Linked DNA regions of Oryctolagus cuniculus: region 2 is linked to region 1. The links are chromatin contacts, called in public Micro-C maps. All regions are on one chromosome and are shown on one strand. The core of a region is the stretch at or near the end of the contact, and the rest is flanking DNA. Distances in the headings are between cores, read along the strand shown.

Region 1 (3,546 bases), core at 362-2,861:
AGTGAAGGCAGGAGAGGCGTCCTCCCTGGCTGAGCTGTGCCCCTCCCCTCGTGGCACCAGAGTTCCTGGACAGCGTGGCCGCCATCTATCAGGACCTGCTGTCGGGCAAGAGCCCCAACACGGTCATCGTGCCGACGTCGTCCAGCGGGCAGCACCGCCAGCGCCCGACCCTGGGTGAGGCCAGCATGTTGGAGGGAGTGGAGGCGTCGCTCTTCTGCCAGTGCCTGGAAAACCTGTGTGACCGGCACAAGTACAGGTAAGAAATGGGCACACAGACCCCACCTCGGCCCCAGGGCTCACGGGCCCTGAGCCTGGGAACAGGTGGAATGTGAAACGGGACAGTGCCCCGTGCTGCTCGCCAGGGCGCTGACTCCAGCTCCCCGGGGGGCTCCCACAGAAAGGCCTGCTCCCACCTGGCCCAACATGTGGCACGGCAGGTTAAGGCACCGCTTGTGTTGCTGGCATCCCACGCTGGAGCGCCGGTTCAAGTCCTGGCTGCCCTACTTCTGATCCAGCTCCCTGCTAATACACCTGGGACAGTAGCAGAGGATGGCCCAAGACCTTGGGCCCTGCACCCACATGGGAGACCCAGATGAGGCTCCTGGCTCCTGGCTTCGGCCTGGCCCAGCCCTGGCTGTTTGGACCGTTGTGGGAGTGAACCAGTGGATGGAAGACCTCTCTCCGTCCCTCTGCCTGTGAAATAACTTTTTTTTTTTTTTACAGGCAGAGTGGACAGTGAGAGAGAGAGAGAGAGACAGAAAGGTCTTCCTTTGCTGTTGGTTCACCCTCCAATGGCCGCGCTGATCTGAAGGCAGGAGCCAGGTGCTTCTCCTGGTCTCCCATGGGGTACAGGGCCCAAGCACTTGGGCCATCCTCCACTGCACTCCCGGGCCACAGCAGAGAGCTGGCCTGGAAGAGGGGCAACCGGGACAGAATCCGGCGCCCCGACTGGGACTAGAACCCGGTATGCCGGCACCACTAGGCGGAGGATTAGCCTAGTGAGCTGCGGTGCCGGCCCTAATAACTATTTTTAAACATTCCTGTAGCAAGGAAGAGCTCAGCAGTCCGCTGTGGCATGAAGTCACCTTAGGGACAGGACAGCCAGCTGTTCGGGACGCACCCCCAGGAGGTGTCACCTGGAGGGAGCAGAGCTGCCTGCAGCCAAAGCCTTGCTCCCGCGGTGGCTCGTGGGCCTGGAATCCTTCCAGGCCTGAAGGGCTGGAGGAAGCCGACCCTGGTCTCTGACTCTGCCTCCTGCATTCCCCTTTCAGCTGCCCGCCCCCAGCTCTTGTCAAAGAGATCCTGAGCAGCGTGCAGAGACTGACTTTCTATGGATTCCTTGTGGCCCTCTCAAAGCATCATGGGATCAACCAAGCCCTAGGTAAGCCAGAGCCCCGCCCGGCCCCACCATCCCCGGGTCCGGCAGGTGGCCCCGTGGCCCTGAGTCCTAGGGAGCGGAATGAGCACAGCCCCAGACTGTGCCCCGTTGGGCCTCACATTCCCATGGTAAGGGACAGCGCTCCCGGCCGCTGCGCGCTGCCCGGACATGAAGCGGGCCTGGACATGAAGCGTGGGGCGCGGCCTGCCTGCGGGGCAGGCACAGGGCTATTCACCCGTGGCTCCACAGATGACATAGCAAAGAGCCCTGGATCCCATTTACAAACAGGGCAGAGGTGTGTCTGGGGAGGAACACCGACTAACCTGAAAGGGAACAAAAAGGCGGGAGCCTGCGCTGGCCCAGTTTCGGCTGTCTGTCCTGGTCCCACGGGTTGGCTTTCCCCACCCTGCCCCGCCCCCAGCCACTGCTCTCCAGGGGAAAAGCCACGGTCTGCCGGTCTGCCCGACTGTCCCGGCTGCTTCTCTGTCTGTCCCCAGGGGAGCTTCTGGGGTGCTTGGGGCCCTGGGTGCTGAGTCTCAGAGGAGGCTGGCCTTTTCCTTGGGCCAGCTCTGGGAGGAGCGCCCACAGGTCTTCAGGGCTACCCCGAGGGGCACAGCCAGCCACATGGTGCTCCGCACTTGCATGGTCTAGGGACCCCTCAAGCAAGGGAGGCTGGTAGCCAAGGTCACCGGCTAGGCTTGGACGTCAGGGGTCAGGAGGAAGGGGGTGGGGCGGGAGAGGGTCTGCAGGGGGTGCGCGCCCACACTCCCAGGCAGCGGCCCCTCCCTTCCTTTCCAAGCTTACGGCTGCTACCCGGGAAGAGCTGACTAGCAGCTGGGGCACAGCTGGGGCTAACCTCATCCCCTCTCGGCCTCTCCAGGCCTTTTAAAGACACTCATTCAGTAGCCCGTCCCAAGCACTCACGCCTGGCGTGGGAGACACGCGGTCTCTGCCCTCACCTGCAGCTCTGGCGCATGGGATGGCGATCTGGGCACGCGCTGGTTGAAGCCCCTTGTGGAAGGGGGCACCTTGCTCCCTTAGCCCCCAAGGCAGCCAGGAAAATGGGAGGGTTCCATGGAAGCCAGTTTGAAAACCACTAACATAGCACAAAAGGGGCCTGGTGGCATCCCCTGGAGATGTGGAGAGGCTGGAGACCGGCACTGTGGAGGCCGTGCCTCGCCTCCACTCGGCTTGGAGTTAAGTCCAGATGGGACAGCGCCCCTCCTGGCCACCTCTGGCCATGCCACGCGGGCTTCGGCCTTGAGACCCAGCCTCCTCTTCTCACCTCTGAGACGCAGGGCCCCCGCCCGTCCCCCAGGAGCAGGAGCAGCCGTTGCTGTCTCTAAGAGGGCGCCACCCCAACTGGGGCACACACACTTGGATCACCTCTGGCCTGTGGGGCTTGGGGCCTCCAGAACCAGCAACAGTTCACACCCCAAGACATTTCGGAAGGGGACACCGTTTGCTTGGAAATGTTTTCCCCGTTGCCTCTGCCCCCAGTGAGGGAGGCTGGGCAGCAGGGCCCACGACAGGTCCCCGGGGACCCAGGACTTCCTGCCCATGGCTGTTCTCTGACCCAGGAGCAGCCCTCCCCAGGGTCAGCAGAGTAGGCAGAGGTGGAAGGAAGCTGGGATTGAGTTTTGTGCCCCACAATTATCTCCTAGGAGCTTTGCCTGACAAAGGAGATCTGATGCACGACCCAGCCATGGATGAGGAGCTGGAACGGCTGTAAGTGTCAAGTGGGGAGGTGCTGCCCCCTTGTGGATGGACGCGGCTGTGCCCGCCATGGGTCACAGCGTAGGGTCGGTAACGCCCTGCGCCAGTCAGGGAAGGGTTTGGGGGTCAGCAGAAGCCTGAGGTGGCCTCACGAGTTCTGTGGGCTAAGCCCTTAGGTTCGTCCAGGAGCAGGAGTGCGCGTGGAGGTCGTGGTCTCTGGGCAGACGGAGCCTTGCTGCCCTCCGGGCTTTTTCGCTCTTTCAGGCTGGTTCAGGTCCCAGGCCTGGTCAACTCGGTCACTGCCACGCCTGAGGCCAGCTGCCTGCCTTCCCGGACCCCTTCCCGGGTTGGCTCCCCCTGGAGGCCCCTCCATCACTCCCGCAAAGTGGATGCCGAGAGTGATGGCTCCACGGAAGAGACAGACGAGTCCGAGACTTGAGGAGTCCAACAGG
Region 2 (4,010 bases), core at 1,495-3,994, 270 kb before region 1:
CTTATCTGAATCAATCCAAATACTCTTAATAGCAAGTAATCATCAACACAAAACTCAGAAATAAACTGGCTGCTAAGGCTCACGGAGCACTAGAACTGCGATCCATCAACCTCTGATTCCATTATGACATTCGCCACAATGATCTCATTATTCTCACTGATTGCGCTCAATAACAAGCAAATGTTGTATCTGAACATATAAAGTTAATATGAGGGTACTTCAGAAGGCTTGTGGAAGATGGAATAAAAAGATTAAGTTTATTTTGGTGCACAATAATGTTTATACAGATATGGGGAGGGTCTTCAAAAATTTCATGGATAGTGCATGGTATAAAAACCATATACTAAAAAAAAAAAGCAAAAACAAAAACAAAAACCATATACTAGTTAAGATGCCTTCTGATCCTGCATCAGTGTTTCTGGGTTTCATTCCTAATTCCAGCTTCTTGCCAAGGCAGACCCTGGGAGGCCACCCATGAGTCCTGGATTGAGTTCCTGGCTCTTGGCTTTGGCACAGCCCACCCTCCTATGTCACTGCAGGGGTTTGGGGAATGAACCAGCAGATGGGAGCTCTGTCTGTCTCTCCTTCTCAGAAAAAAAATTAAAAAAAATTGATGAAATTTGAAAACTGTGCATGGATTTCTTTTTTTAAATAAAATGTCTTTTTTTAAAAAATTATTTATTTGAAAGAATGAGAGAGAGAGAAAGATTGAGACTGATCTTCTATCCTCTGATTCACTCCCTAGATGGCCACAACATCCAGGAGTGGACCAGGCTGAAGCCAGGAGCCTGAAAGTCCATTTGGGTCTCCCACATGGGTGGCTGGGGCCCAAGAAGCTGGGCCACCTTCTGCTGCTTTCCCAGGCCCATTAGCAGGGAGCTGGATTAGAAGCAGAGCGGCCAGAGTTTGAACTGGCACTCACTCCAACATGGGATGCCACCACTACACATAGTAGCTTAACCTGCTGTGCAACACCGGCCCCTGTGCATGGATTTCAATATCTTGCTACACCAAACTTATCTTTTAATTCCATTTTCCCATTAATTCTTTTGTTTTTCCAGTTTATTTGAGAGACCGGGGTTGGGGGTGGGTGGGTAAAGAACACCCATCTGCTAATTCGCTCCCCTAATTCCCAGAGCCAGGGACTCAACCCTGATCTTCCACATGCATGGCAGGAACCCAGTTACTTGAGCTGCGGCTGCTGCCTCCTGGGTCTGCATTAGTAGGAAGCTGGAGTCAGAAGCCAGAGCTGGGTATCTAACTCAGGCATTCAGATAGGAGAGGCAGGCATCGCAACTGATACCTTAACCTGAACCATTAGATTAAATATCCACCCCCTCCATGAAGTACCCTCATATACACTAGCAAAGCTTTGATATATTAGAATTCCATTTAAGACTTCACTGGAAGAAAAAGATATTCTGCTTCCTAGGGTTTGCAAACCCCTTGCCTGCCTGCCTGCCTGCCTTCCACTGCGGCCCTGCCCCTTCCCCTGGGGCCTTGTCCCTACCTGGGCTCTCCAGCCCAGTAGACACAACCTCCTCCACATTGCTGCCATTGAGGTTGGCACGGAGGATCCGGTCCAGGGTGACATCCGACCAGAAGACGAGCTCACGCCGGTGATGGAAATCAAGGGCGATGGCATTCTCCAGGTTGTTGAGCAGCAGGGTGTACTCGGAGCGGTGCGGCAGCACCTGCCGGATGTCGATGCGATTGGCAAACAGTAGCACAGGCTCCGGCCCTGGGACACAGCATAAAAACCAGGTCCCCACTGGGCTTCAGCGCTGTCCCTGATCCATACTCATCTCGGCACACACCCCCAGGTCCTCAGCTGACAGATGCTCCCCCAAGCGGTCAGTCTTGGTACTGCAGGAGTGGAAACCTCCAAACTACACTCTCCATCCCACTCCTGTAAGGGGTTTCCTTGGGGCCCAGGATGGAACTCAGCACTTCATTTTACTCTGATGGAAACTGCACTACCTGCCAGCTAATTCCTGAGCTTCGGATCACCTGGCGTTTCTCCACGCTCAGCCTGCTCCCCACCCGGCCAGCACCCCTTACCCAGCGCCTTGCAGCTGCGCCGGTCGGGCCGTAGCTCATAGCCAGCTTCACACCAGCACTGGAAAGCCCCTTCACTGTTGGTGCAGCCCTGGCTGCAATACCCCTCTTCGGCACATTCATTCACATCTGCGAACACGGGGCAGGGTCAGGAGAACTCCGTTCCACCACCCTCCCACCCCAATTCCCAGGCCAACTGGACTGGCTGCTTCCTGCCCTCATCCCCACCTACTTTCTAGGCTGGTGGGAAGGCCATGAAACAAGGGGTTAAGGCTCTCTGGGGCCATGCACACTGAGCTGGGCTGGGATCCCAACTCTGCTGCTGCCTAGCTGTGTGGCTTTTGGTAAGTTACTGAGCCTCCCTGAGCCGTGGGCAGGATGATGCCACTTCTTAGGGTTATCGGGATAATGGACTGGGGCCACGTCCATCCTGACCCGCAGGAAACACAGCTGCCTGTCTGCTGCCCTTGACTACGGCCTGACCCTGCTGTAAGCCAGGCCCCAGCTCACCGTGGCACGTGCGCCCATCCTCCATGAGCCTGTAGCCTGTGTGGCAGGTACACTGCACTGTTCCCCGCACCATCTGGCACTTCTGGGCGCAGCCGCCGTTGTTAACAGTGCAGCTCTCCTCACCAGTCCGGGGCCCTGTGCCAGCCAAGGCAGAGAGTTGGGAGTCGAGCCCAGAATCCTCCCCCAGACAGCCAACTTGGCATTCCACCTGGCCCACGGAGCACAGCTCCCAAAGCTCCGAGAGTCCCCAGGGAGGATTCCCTTTGAGCCTTCTGGGTGGGGTTCAACCACAAGCCACGTGGCAGGTCCGCCCGCTGGGGACACTCACGGCAGCTCTGCTGTGGGCTTTCGTCGCTGTTGTCACCGCAGTCATTGACCCCGTTGCACAGCTTCCTCTGCCCAATGCAGCGCCCGTTCCAACACAGGAACTGGTCCGAGGCACACTGGGGGCTTCCTAGAAAGAGAAGGAGAGGGAGAGGGAGAGGGAAGAAGGGAGAGTCAGGTCACAGCGGGGCAGGGCTTGGGTCAACAAAAGGATGGAGCCTGTCATTTTCTAGGGCGAGCTGGAGACAGATGAGACAAGGTGGGAGGGTCGGGGTCCAAGGCAGGAAACAGCTCAGACAGGGCTGGCTGATGTCTGCATTCGTGCTCTCCCCTGGGCACCACAAGGCAAGGGACGGGATGTGGGACACAATCAACTGTATCTCTGTAAGGCTGGTATGGTGTGGGCATGGGCTGTCAGCTCCCGAGAGGTAGGCTCTGGCTGTGTGTGGGCTGGGATGTGAGCGGCATTCGTAACTCATAGCCCTGATACCATGTTTCAGGCCCCCGGGGCCCCAGGTCAGTGATGCACCTGAGTTTGACCCTGGTCACTGGGAAGGGCAGGAAAATCCATAGCAAGGGAAAATCTAAACATAGCACCTCCAGGGCAAACTGGAAGGGCAGCGGTCACACCCTCTTTCCACCCGTGGCCCCCACTCCAACTAGAGGCTAAGGGGTCTGGGGGAATCCCGGGAGACTCCACCTGTGTTCTCACAGTTCTCTTCATCACTGTTGTCTGCACAGTCGACCTCCCCATCACAGCGCCACGACAGGCGGATGCAGCGGCCTGACCGACAGCGGAACTGTTCTGCCGTGCACACCGAGGTGGCTGGGCAAAGCAAAGGCCTAGTGAAAGGCTGGCCTCGCTCGGCCTCAAACTCTGCCCTGCCACCCGAAACTGGAGCTTATGTCAGCACCCATGCCACCCTTCTCGATACCAGTGTGAGCTGGTCTGTGGGGCATCCTTGTGGGAATCAGGCCTCAAGGCTCTTTACTGCCATCCTTGGGAAAAGGCCATGATGAGGCTGTATCTACTATATGACTGGTATCCGACTGGATATTGCGCCTCTGTGCAGTGTCCCACCCACACAACGGTGCATGGTGGTCCTGTCCAACAACCC

What was found. A called contact is a pair of places that touch in the nucleus more often than the background predicts.
Region 2: a Micro-C map of ear pinna shows a contact between it and region 1, with 3 times the contacts expected there. The contact joins two enhancer-like sites. A contact is called at or near these places in 4 of 6 Hi-C or Micro-C datasets (ear pinna, liver, psoas muscle and 1 more).

The regions. Positions count from the first base shown.
Region 1 is chr1:18,773,511-18,777,056 of mOryCun1.1, reverse strand. CSTPP1 (centriolar satellite-associated tubulin polyglutamylase complex regulator 1) reads left to right here. Exons shown (of 9, transcript XM_051852833.2): 6 at 61-256; 7 at 1,272-1,381; 8 at 3,043-3,106. Among named protein-coding and RNA genes, the nearest start is that of ARFGAP2, 15 kb to the right of the region's middle. Within about 2 kb of position 1,611, at least 2 of the 8 cell types and tissues checked have an H3K27ac peak or open chromatin away from gene starts, as enhancers often do. A contact at or near this core is called in ear pinna, where this site is marked.
Region 2 is chr1:19,043,450-19,047,459 of mOryCun1.1, reverse strand. LRP4 (LDL receptor related protein 4) reads right to left here. Exons shown (of 38, transcript XM_070071003.1): 8 at 3,593-3,718; 9 at 2,897-3,022; 10 at 2,569-2,703; 11 at 2,062-2,187; 12 at 1,511-1,741. Among named protein-coding and RNA genes, the nearest start is that of LRP4, 20 kb to the right of the region's middle. Within about 2 kb of position 2,744, at least 3 of the 8 cell types and tissues checked have an H3K27ac peak or open chromatin away from gene starts, as enhancers often do. A contact at or near this core is called in ear pinna, where this site is marked.